Regions from separate parts of the Mus musculus genome. Here region 2 is linked to region 1. The links are chromatin contacts, called in public promoter capture Hi-C maps. All regions are on one chromosome and are shown on one strand. The core of a region is the stretch at or near the end of the contact, and the rest is flanking DNA. Distances in the headings are between cores, read along the strand shown. Region 1 holds the start of 2610316D01Rik (RIKEN cDNA 2610316D01 gene). Region 2 has its middle 130 kb from the start of Slc7a11.

Evidence for each region. Promoter capture Hi-C pulls out the DNA fragments that hold promoters and counts their contacts.
Region 2: a contact with region 1 is called in a promoter capture Hi-C map of second pharyngeal arch cranial neural crest. The contact joins the enhancer-like site here to the promoter of 2610316D01Rik in region 1. A contact is called at or near these places in 2 of 39 promoter capture datasets (cranial neural crest and second pharyngeal arch cranial neural crest), 5 of 484 Hi-C or Micro-C datasets (cardiomyocytes, cerebellar granule neurons, cerebral cortex and 2 more) and 1 of 115 datasets of contacts at active chromatin or transcription factors (astrocytes).

What each region holds. Positions count from the first base shown.
Region 1 is chr3:45,376,299-45,380,265 of GRCm38.p6, forward strand. It overlaps 2610316D01Rik (RIKEN cDNA 2610316D01 gene), which reads right to left and starts at 1,962. Exons shown (of 9, transcript NR_045172.1): 1 at 1,844-1,962. It overlaps Pcdh10 (protocadherin 10), which reads left to right and starts at 2,100. Exons shown (of 5, transcript NM_001098172.1): 1 at 2,100-3,967. The coding sequence starts at 2,955.
Region 2 is chr3:50,306,811-50,310,777 of GRCm38.p6, forward strand. No RefSeq gene overlaps it. Among named protein-coding and RNA genes, the nearest start is that of Slc7a11, 130 kb to the right of the region's middle. Within about 2 kb of position 2,066, at least 17 of the 459 cell types and tissues checked have an H3K27ac peak or open chromatin away from gene starts, as enhancers often do. A contact at or near this core is called in second pharyngeal arch cranial neural crest, where this site is marked.

The sequences.
Region 1 (3,967 bases), core at 712-3,211:
ACATTAAAGCATTACCATCGTGTTTGGATTTTTTTTTAAAGGCCCAGGGTTTCGGATGAGTCAGCTTGGGGTGCTAGAAAAATTGCATTTTAATGTTGTAGCTCTGAAGGGAGGGGGAGGGGCGGGAAGCACAGATGGCCACAGTGTATTAATATTCGGATACACTCTGAGCCCCTTTTCATTGATCCACAGGTCCTTTTTCTGCTCTGCCGCTTCATTCTCCGCCGCAGACGTGACGCTAAAATCATTTTAAACTGTAGCGGTTTGGTTTTGGCGGATGGTCAATTCAATGCAGCTGGAAAAGGCTTAGCCATGTTTGCTGGCTCCTTTTCCACCTACCCTCTTAAAGGTAGAACCCATCTCTCCGCAAGAGGCAAGTGGTAGGGGTAGGGGAACAGGCCGTTAAACACGGACTCTCCCGAGTGGTCCGAGCACGCCTCGCTGTCAATCACGCGTGGGGACGCGCACTCCTAATTTCTTTCCAGAAGGCACTGTAGCGTACCTTGCGGGCGGGGTGGGGGGTGGGAGGGGAGGGCAGTATAGGGGGAGGGGTGGTACCATTCCTTCCCTTCGGTTGCTGTAGCGTTACTCCTGGGTCATTCATTACCGGGAAGCCTCTAGGGAGTCATTCTAGTCTTTGGCTTAAACGGCTCCTCCGGAAAATAAACAACCTATTCCTTGCGGGCAGCACGTTGATAAGTATTAAAACGTATTCTTCGATATTTATCCTTGAAGGACAGGCATTCAGCGGGCTCTCCCAGCAGCGGAGAGTTCGTTCCCGCCGCCTTATAACTTCCCGGGAACTGGGCGTGTGGATACCCGTGGCTAGTCAGGCGCGCGGCTCAGAATCCCCGGACTGCTCCCCAGGGATTCGCACCGAACTCAGCTTGTGGCCAGCCAGCGAGGACGAGGGCCAGCACCAGGAATGTGCAAACGTGCCGGTGGATTCCCGCAGCGGTGCACACTCTATCCCCCGTGTGCGTGTGCACCGCCCCGCCCGCCCTCGCGGCCACCCCACGGTCATTCTCCAGAGAGCTGTCTTCGGGCTGGGCATGTACCTTCTTCCCACACCCCCTCTAGTTATGGAGGCAGGGATGGATCACCAAGGGTAAAAGAAAAATAAATAATTAAAACAGAAATCAGGCAAAAGAAGAAAAGAAAAGAAAAGCCCGCGCTCGCCACTGCTGCCTGGCGCGGGGCCAGGCGAGGCGCAGGGATATTGCTAGCGCCTCGCTGTGATGGGTGGTGCTGGATCCGGTGCCCTAGAGTGGGTTTAACGATGGCGGGCTCCCATGCATAAACTACAAAGAAGCCCCCAGTCCTTGACTGGGGTACTCACAGTTCGAAGCAATGTCCCCAAACGAGTTAATTTAGTAACCAAGCATTTTGTGGGTAGACATTAGATGGGTAGACGTTCAACCATCTGCCCGTCTATAGGAGCTGTCGCCCCAAGTCCCTTGGTCTGAATCCCTCCGCTTTAGGGGGAATTCACCTCCGCACTCCCTTTGCAGCCTGGTCTATCCTCCCCACACCTCCCCTTCTGACCCTCTAGCTTTGATTGACACATGCCATTTTATGCCGGCATTTAAATTGTCCGCGCGCATCTCTGCCAGAGTCCCTTGCTTTGGTAACCCCTACATGACTACCGGCCCCGGGGCAACTTTCCCCTCTTCTTGGTGATTTCTTTCCACGATCAGCAGGAGGGAAAACACCTTAAAGGAAAAAAAGAATGTTAGCGTCACTGGAAACCCCGCTCCTTGGAGAGGCTACCGCAGCTGTTGCTATTATGTTTTCGTATTTGCTGATGCAAACAGGGGAACCTCTCTTATTCCCTGCCCATTACCTGCGGCTGGGGACTGGGAACTTTCCGCGGCAGAGTCCCCTGCAAGCGCCTCGGGACCTGCGGGCTGTTCTTGCTCTCACACTCACACTCACTCCCGCAGCCAAAGCGAGCGTTCTGCCCCGCCCCTCCTGGCTGCCGCGTGACGTAACTACTTGACGGCCACTTTAGCCAACGAACAGTCGCTCGGTGGGTGGTGCTCCTCGGCGATTGGTTGGCAGAATGAGGGCGCTGCGCAAAAACAGAGAAGCGGAGCGCTCGGAGCTCAGAAACTGCCAGCCGAGATCACAAGCATTGGGGCTGAAGCAGGAGGCAGGATGGACTGAGAGGAGAAGAGGCAGGTTAGAGGGAGAGAGGCTTGCAAAGGAAACAGCAGAAAAGAAATAGCTGGTTGTGTTCACGCAAAGCCAGAGCCAGTGAAGTTGAGAATAGACACAAGACTATGAAAGCCAAGAGATGCAAAGAGAGACAGAGGGAAGAAAATGACAAGAGGAACGTCCATCCGGAGAAATGAAGAGAATGAAAGTTTTATGCTGCAGAACGGCTCCGTGTTTTTCCAGCAAAAATTTTTCTCGCTGTCTTTAACCCCGCTCGCGTTTGCCAGCCGTTGATATCAAGAGGCATGTTCAGTGGTGCCGGCAGCATCTCCTCTACCTTCTTTTCCTCTTCATCTTCCTCCTTCTCCTCTTCTTCCTCCTCCACATTCTCCTCCCATCAGCAGGAAGACAAACCTAGGACAGTCTTGAAATATCGAAATTTCCTCCTTGGGATTTGCCAGCGCCGCGTTGCGCCAACACTGTCGGAATAAAGGAGGCTGACTATTGTATGATCGTTATTTTATTAATTGGTCAGTGGGAAGATTACGGCTGAGCATAGGGGACATCTGTCACCCTTTCTGCGCTAAGATTGAAAAATGAGGCTCGATTTGGAGACGCTCTAAAATGAAGCAAAAGGAATCAAAATTTTAATACAGCCACAGGAGCCCCCCCCCCACGCAGCACACTTTTATTTATATTTTTTAGATTATTATTATTCTTTTTGTGGTGGTGGTTGGGGGGCGGTGATCGGGGTGGCTGGCTGGCTACAGGGGAGCTGCTTCCTTTTCCTTTTGGAAATGATTGTGCTGTTATTCTTTGCCTTGCTCTGGATGGTGGACGGAGTCTTTTCCCAGCTTCATTATACTGTGCAGGAAGAGCAGGAACATGGCACTTTCGTGGGGAATATCGCTGAAGACCTGGGCTTGGACATTACAAAACTTTCAGCTCGCAGGTTTCAGACGGTGGCCAACTCACGGACCCCTTACTTGGACCTCAATCTGGAGACCGGGGTTCTGTACGTAAACGAGAAGATAGATCGCGAGCAAATCTGTAAGCAGAGCCCCTCTTGTGTCCTGCACCTGGAGGTCTTTCTGGAGAACCCGCTGGAGCTGTTCCGAGTGGAGATCGAAGTGCTGGACATCAATGACAACCCTCCCTCCTTCCCAGAGCCCGACCTGACAGTGGAGATCTCAGAGAGCGCCACGCCAGGCACCCGCTTTCCCTTGGAGAGCGCCTTCGACCCAGACGTGGGGACCAACTCCTTGCGAGACTACGAGATAACCCCAAATAGCTACTTCTCGCTAGACGTACAGACCCAGGGAGATGGCAACCGATTCGCCGAACTGGTCCTGGAGAAGCCACTGGACCGAGAACAGCAAGCGGTGCACCGCTACGTGCTGACCGCGGTGGACGGGGGAGGAGGGGGAGGAGGAGGGGAAGGAGGGGGAGGCGGTGGGGGAGCCGGCCTGCCCCCCCAGCAGCAGCGTACTGGCACGGCCTTGCTCACCATCCGAGTGCTCGACTCCAACGACAATGTGCCCGCTTTTGACCAACCCGTCTACACAGTTTCCCTACCAGAGAATTCTCCCCCTGGCACGCTAGTGATCCAGCTTAATGCCACCGACCCTGATGAAGGCCAGAATGGCGAGGTCGTGTACTCGTTCAGTAGTCACATTTCACCCAGGGCTCGGGAGCTCTTCGGACTGTCGCCGCGCACCGGCCGGCTGGAGGTGAGCGGCGAGCTGGACTATGAAGAGAGCCCAGTGTATCAGGTGTATGTCCAAGCCAAGGACTTGGGTCCCAATGCTGT
Region 2 (3,967 bases), core at 816-3,315, 4.9 Mb after region 1:
GCTCTCTTTTGCATTGTAACAACCAAATAGAAGTCAGTGAGAGTAGAAACCAAGTTCAAGGTTGTGGTCATTGAGGAGATGAACTGATGAAGGAGTGCACAGAGATAAAATAAAGAACAATGTGTGTAGATTAAACTATAAACAGAGATTTTCCCCTTTAGCATAGGACAAAAAAGGGAAATGAATAAAACAAGAAGAAGGGGAAACAGTATTGCTTATTAAAGGAAGCCAGGACAGGGATCTTGCACCTTAATAGACTGTACAGTGATGCCCAGAGTTCAAAGAATGAAGGAGAATTTAAAAAGAAAAGACAAAGAGAGGGAGGTAGAAAGGAAAGCTGGGTGCCTGGAAAACATTAAGAACCGCTACTATAAAAAGGGATAATGAACTAGGCATGAATAAAAGATCTAGTGGAATGGAGAACCACTTCCTATCTTACTGCCTAAAAGCTGTGTAGTAACAGTCACTGACTTTGGGCTGATAGATTTTTCCATTAGGGAAACAGCATTCTCTCCACCCAGCTATCCAGACTCCAGTAACCACCTTTTTCAATGTAATCATACATATAACAGATGTAGGAGGGTTTTTAGACCCACATTCAGACAACTAAGATACACACACACACACACACACACACACACACACACACACTCATACACTCTAGTTACCATCATGAGGCACTTCTGACAGGTTGCACATGAGTACCAAGTACAGCTGTCTACTGCAGCCTTCTCTGTGGTTTCTGTGGTGTCTCGCATGCTTATTCATGGAACCAGAATTTAACCACCCATTAAGAGACTAGAACAGGCCTCAGATTCCCCTTGGCCTTCTGAGGTTTTATCCCCTTTGCTAAGACTTTTCCAGATGCATTTTGGTAATGACACTGTATCAAGCTTCAGAAATCAACAGCCTGCGCTCAATCTGCTATAGGAATCTTCCCAGAAGAAAGGGATGTTTCATCCGGCGGAGTCATTCATCCTAGCCTGGACTCTTCTGCTTCTGATCCTCCCCTGTTAAAAACATAACACACTGGAGGAAGATTGTGCTATATTTCACCAGTACTCCGTGCCGCTACCGAGGGACACTTCCATCTGTTATTTGCTCTCAGCTTTGCCTACTGATAAAACAGGAAGGACAGCTTGCTGATGGGCTCTTTGAAGCAAATGGCTCTACTCTTTCCTGCAATTAATGTTTGTAAATTATTTCTACAGTAGTCAGCAGGTATAGTACCACCATTTACAGATTACTTTCAATAAATCAAGAGCCCGCGCTCCTTCTGAGAGGACCTCCATTACAATGCGACTCGTGGCTAGTGGCCTGCTCTACCCGTGATGAAAATTGCTCTGTGTGTAATCGAATACTCTCATTAATTCTGTCAATTATCATTCCCTCGTGGGGAGATCTGAAGGTTGTGCACTGAGTTGTTGAAGTTTCCTTTTATGTGTAGTATGTGTTGTTCACAGAATCTGGTAGTTAGGGCACTTCAAAATTTCACAGTAAGTTAATAGCCCTTTGGCTGCTAGAGAGAGAGAGATGGCTCACAACAACAAAGCTGATTACAATGGAAGCAATTTGGTATTTTTCCCAGGATTACTCTGTTGTTTAGATGATAAATTGTTTTTAGAGTAGAGAAATAATTATATATTTTACAGCCTCTGCACTGTTTTAGGGAAAATTCCTTTAGACCTATAATATAAACCTCCTTTTCTAATTTGAAAAATTCTTTTACTTAAACTTTCTATTTTTATTTTATTGACTCAAAAAATTTTGGTTAAATTTGACCCTGGGTGGTGTTGCTGCTGCTGTTGTTGTTTTTAACTGATTATTTCCCTATGTTCTATAATGATCTATTTTCCAGGGAAAGAAAATGGCCATATAACTTGCATTAAGAGTGCCACTCTCAAAGTTTTAGAACAGGGATTTTAACTTTCCAAGACACATCTCTCCTTTCAAAGCAGAAGCATGGGAAAGAGAATGATGGATTCTAAAGGTGACCCAGGTAGGAAGAGGCCACTGGAAGTAGGACAAGGGACACTGGAAGACTATCCAAAGCCTAAGGTGGCAACAACCTCTTCATCGGGGTCTATTAGGTGAGAACGTGAACTCTTACCAAGAGAAAAGATGAAAGGGAGATATCAAGTGGCAGAAGTATTGCAGAGTCTCACTTAAAGCAACTCAGTGCACATTAGGGACATGAAATGCAAAACATTACAGGAGTGTGTGCAAAGGAATTAGGCATGAAGCTCCCACATGATATGAACAGGATCTTCCTCTGGACAATTTTAGGAAAGAATAAGCCATTTAGTACTGAGACCTATGACCATTAACTGCCTTTCCTAGTAGTCATGGCCTTTGCTTCTGTGTTCACAATACTATGGCAGCAACTAGAGAGCATGCTAGACATTGAACACTAAACTAGTTGCACAGGGTACCACACATGAATGTCAATGATTATTGGAGTTGTCACTTTTTAAAAGTCAGCTATCTTTCAGTGAGAGGGAAGACAACATTCTTTAGGAGAAAACCATATACTTTACTAAGAAGTAAAGGGAATAAAATACCCAGAGAGTCTTTAATTACCATTGAAGTAGTCTCTTTCCTTTTTTAACTTTCAAGTATCTCATTGTCCAGTGCCTGTGGAAGTTACCTGAGAAACATCACGATTTAAGTGGAAAACAAACTGCAAACCAGCAGACCAATCAGGAAGACACAAAGTGAAATGAGATACTGTTCTGAATGCTTTCTTAAAAAGTAAAAAATAAATAATTATCAACAAGGCAATGCAGTTGTGAAGATCAGCAAGACCAGTACAGAACGGCTTGTGAAGAATAAGAACAAATCATTTTGCTCTATTTTGTAGGCACCTTCCTTTGAACAGGTAAATGATGAATTACTACAAATTTGGCAAAGCTTTAGGGCCATTTGATTCTCAAGTCATGGAAGACAGAAGTGTTTTACAAATCCAGAGAATGGATGGAGGTGTAATGTCTAGGTTTGGGAACAAGGGCAGAAGACCTAACATGGAGTCAAAGTCTCCTATAAAACTGACTTCAGCAGGAGATAACAAGTTGCTTTCAAAATTCCCAGGAACATACATTGGGGATCTGGCTTAGTAGGAAAAGTGCTTGCCATGAAAGTATAACGGTTTATATCTTCTACAGCTATGTATAAAAGTCTAGCGGGCTCAATGATCTCAGTGCTGGGAAAGCCGAGACAGGTGGATTCCCCAGAGACCTCCAGCCAGCAAGAAAGGCCAAATCAGAGAGCTCTGGGTTCACTGAGACACTCTGTCTCAGAAAAACAACAGCAGAGAGCTAAAGATGAATACACATGGCATCACTCTTGCTTCTTTGCTTGCGTGCATACACATGCATGCACATGTACCACACATATACATATGCATATACCATACATATATAATAAATGAATAGATAAGTGAATAAGCAAGTAAACAGGATGAAGAAGCAACTGGCCGAGTAATGTCCGTGTTGTGCACCTTTGACCTCCACATATTCCCATGCTCACCTGCATATACATGAATGCATACACAAATGAAAATGAAGATGGATCTGAGAAAATACACACACAACAAAGAGGAGGGGGAGGAGGAGGAGGACGGGGAGGAGGAGGAGGAAGAAGAAGAAGAAGAAGAAGAAGAAGAAGAAGAAGAAGGAGAAGGAGAAGGAGAAGGAGAAGGAGAAGGAGAAGGAGAAGGAGAAGGAGAAGGAGAAGGAGAAGGAGAAGGAGAAGGAGAAGGAGAAGGAGAAGGAGAAGGAGAAGGAGAAGGAGAAGGAGAAGGAGAAGGAGAAGGAGAAGGAGAAGGAGAAGGAGAAGGAGAAGGAGAAGGAGAAGGAGAAGGAGAAGGAGAAGGAGAAGGAGAAGGAGAAGGAGAAGGAGAAGGAGAAGGAGAAGGAGAAGGAGAAGGAGAAGGAGAAGGAGAAGGAGAAGGAGAAGGAGAAGGAGAAGG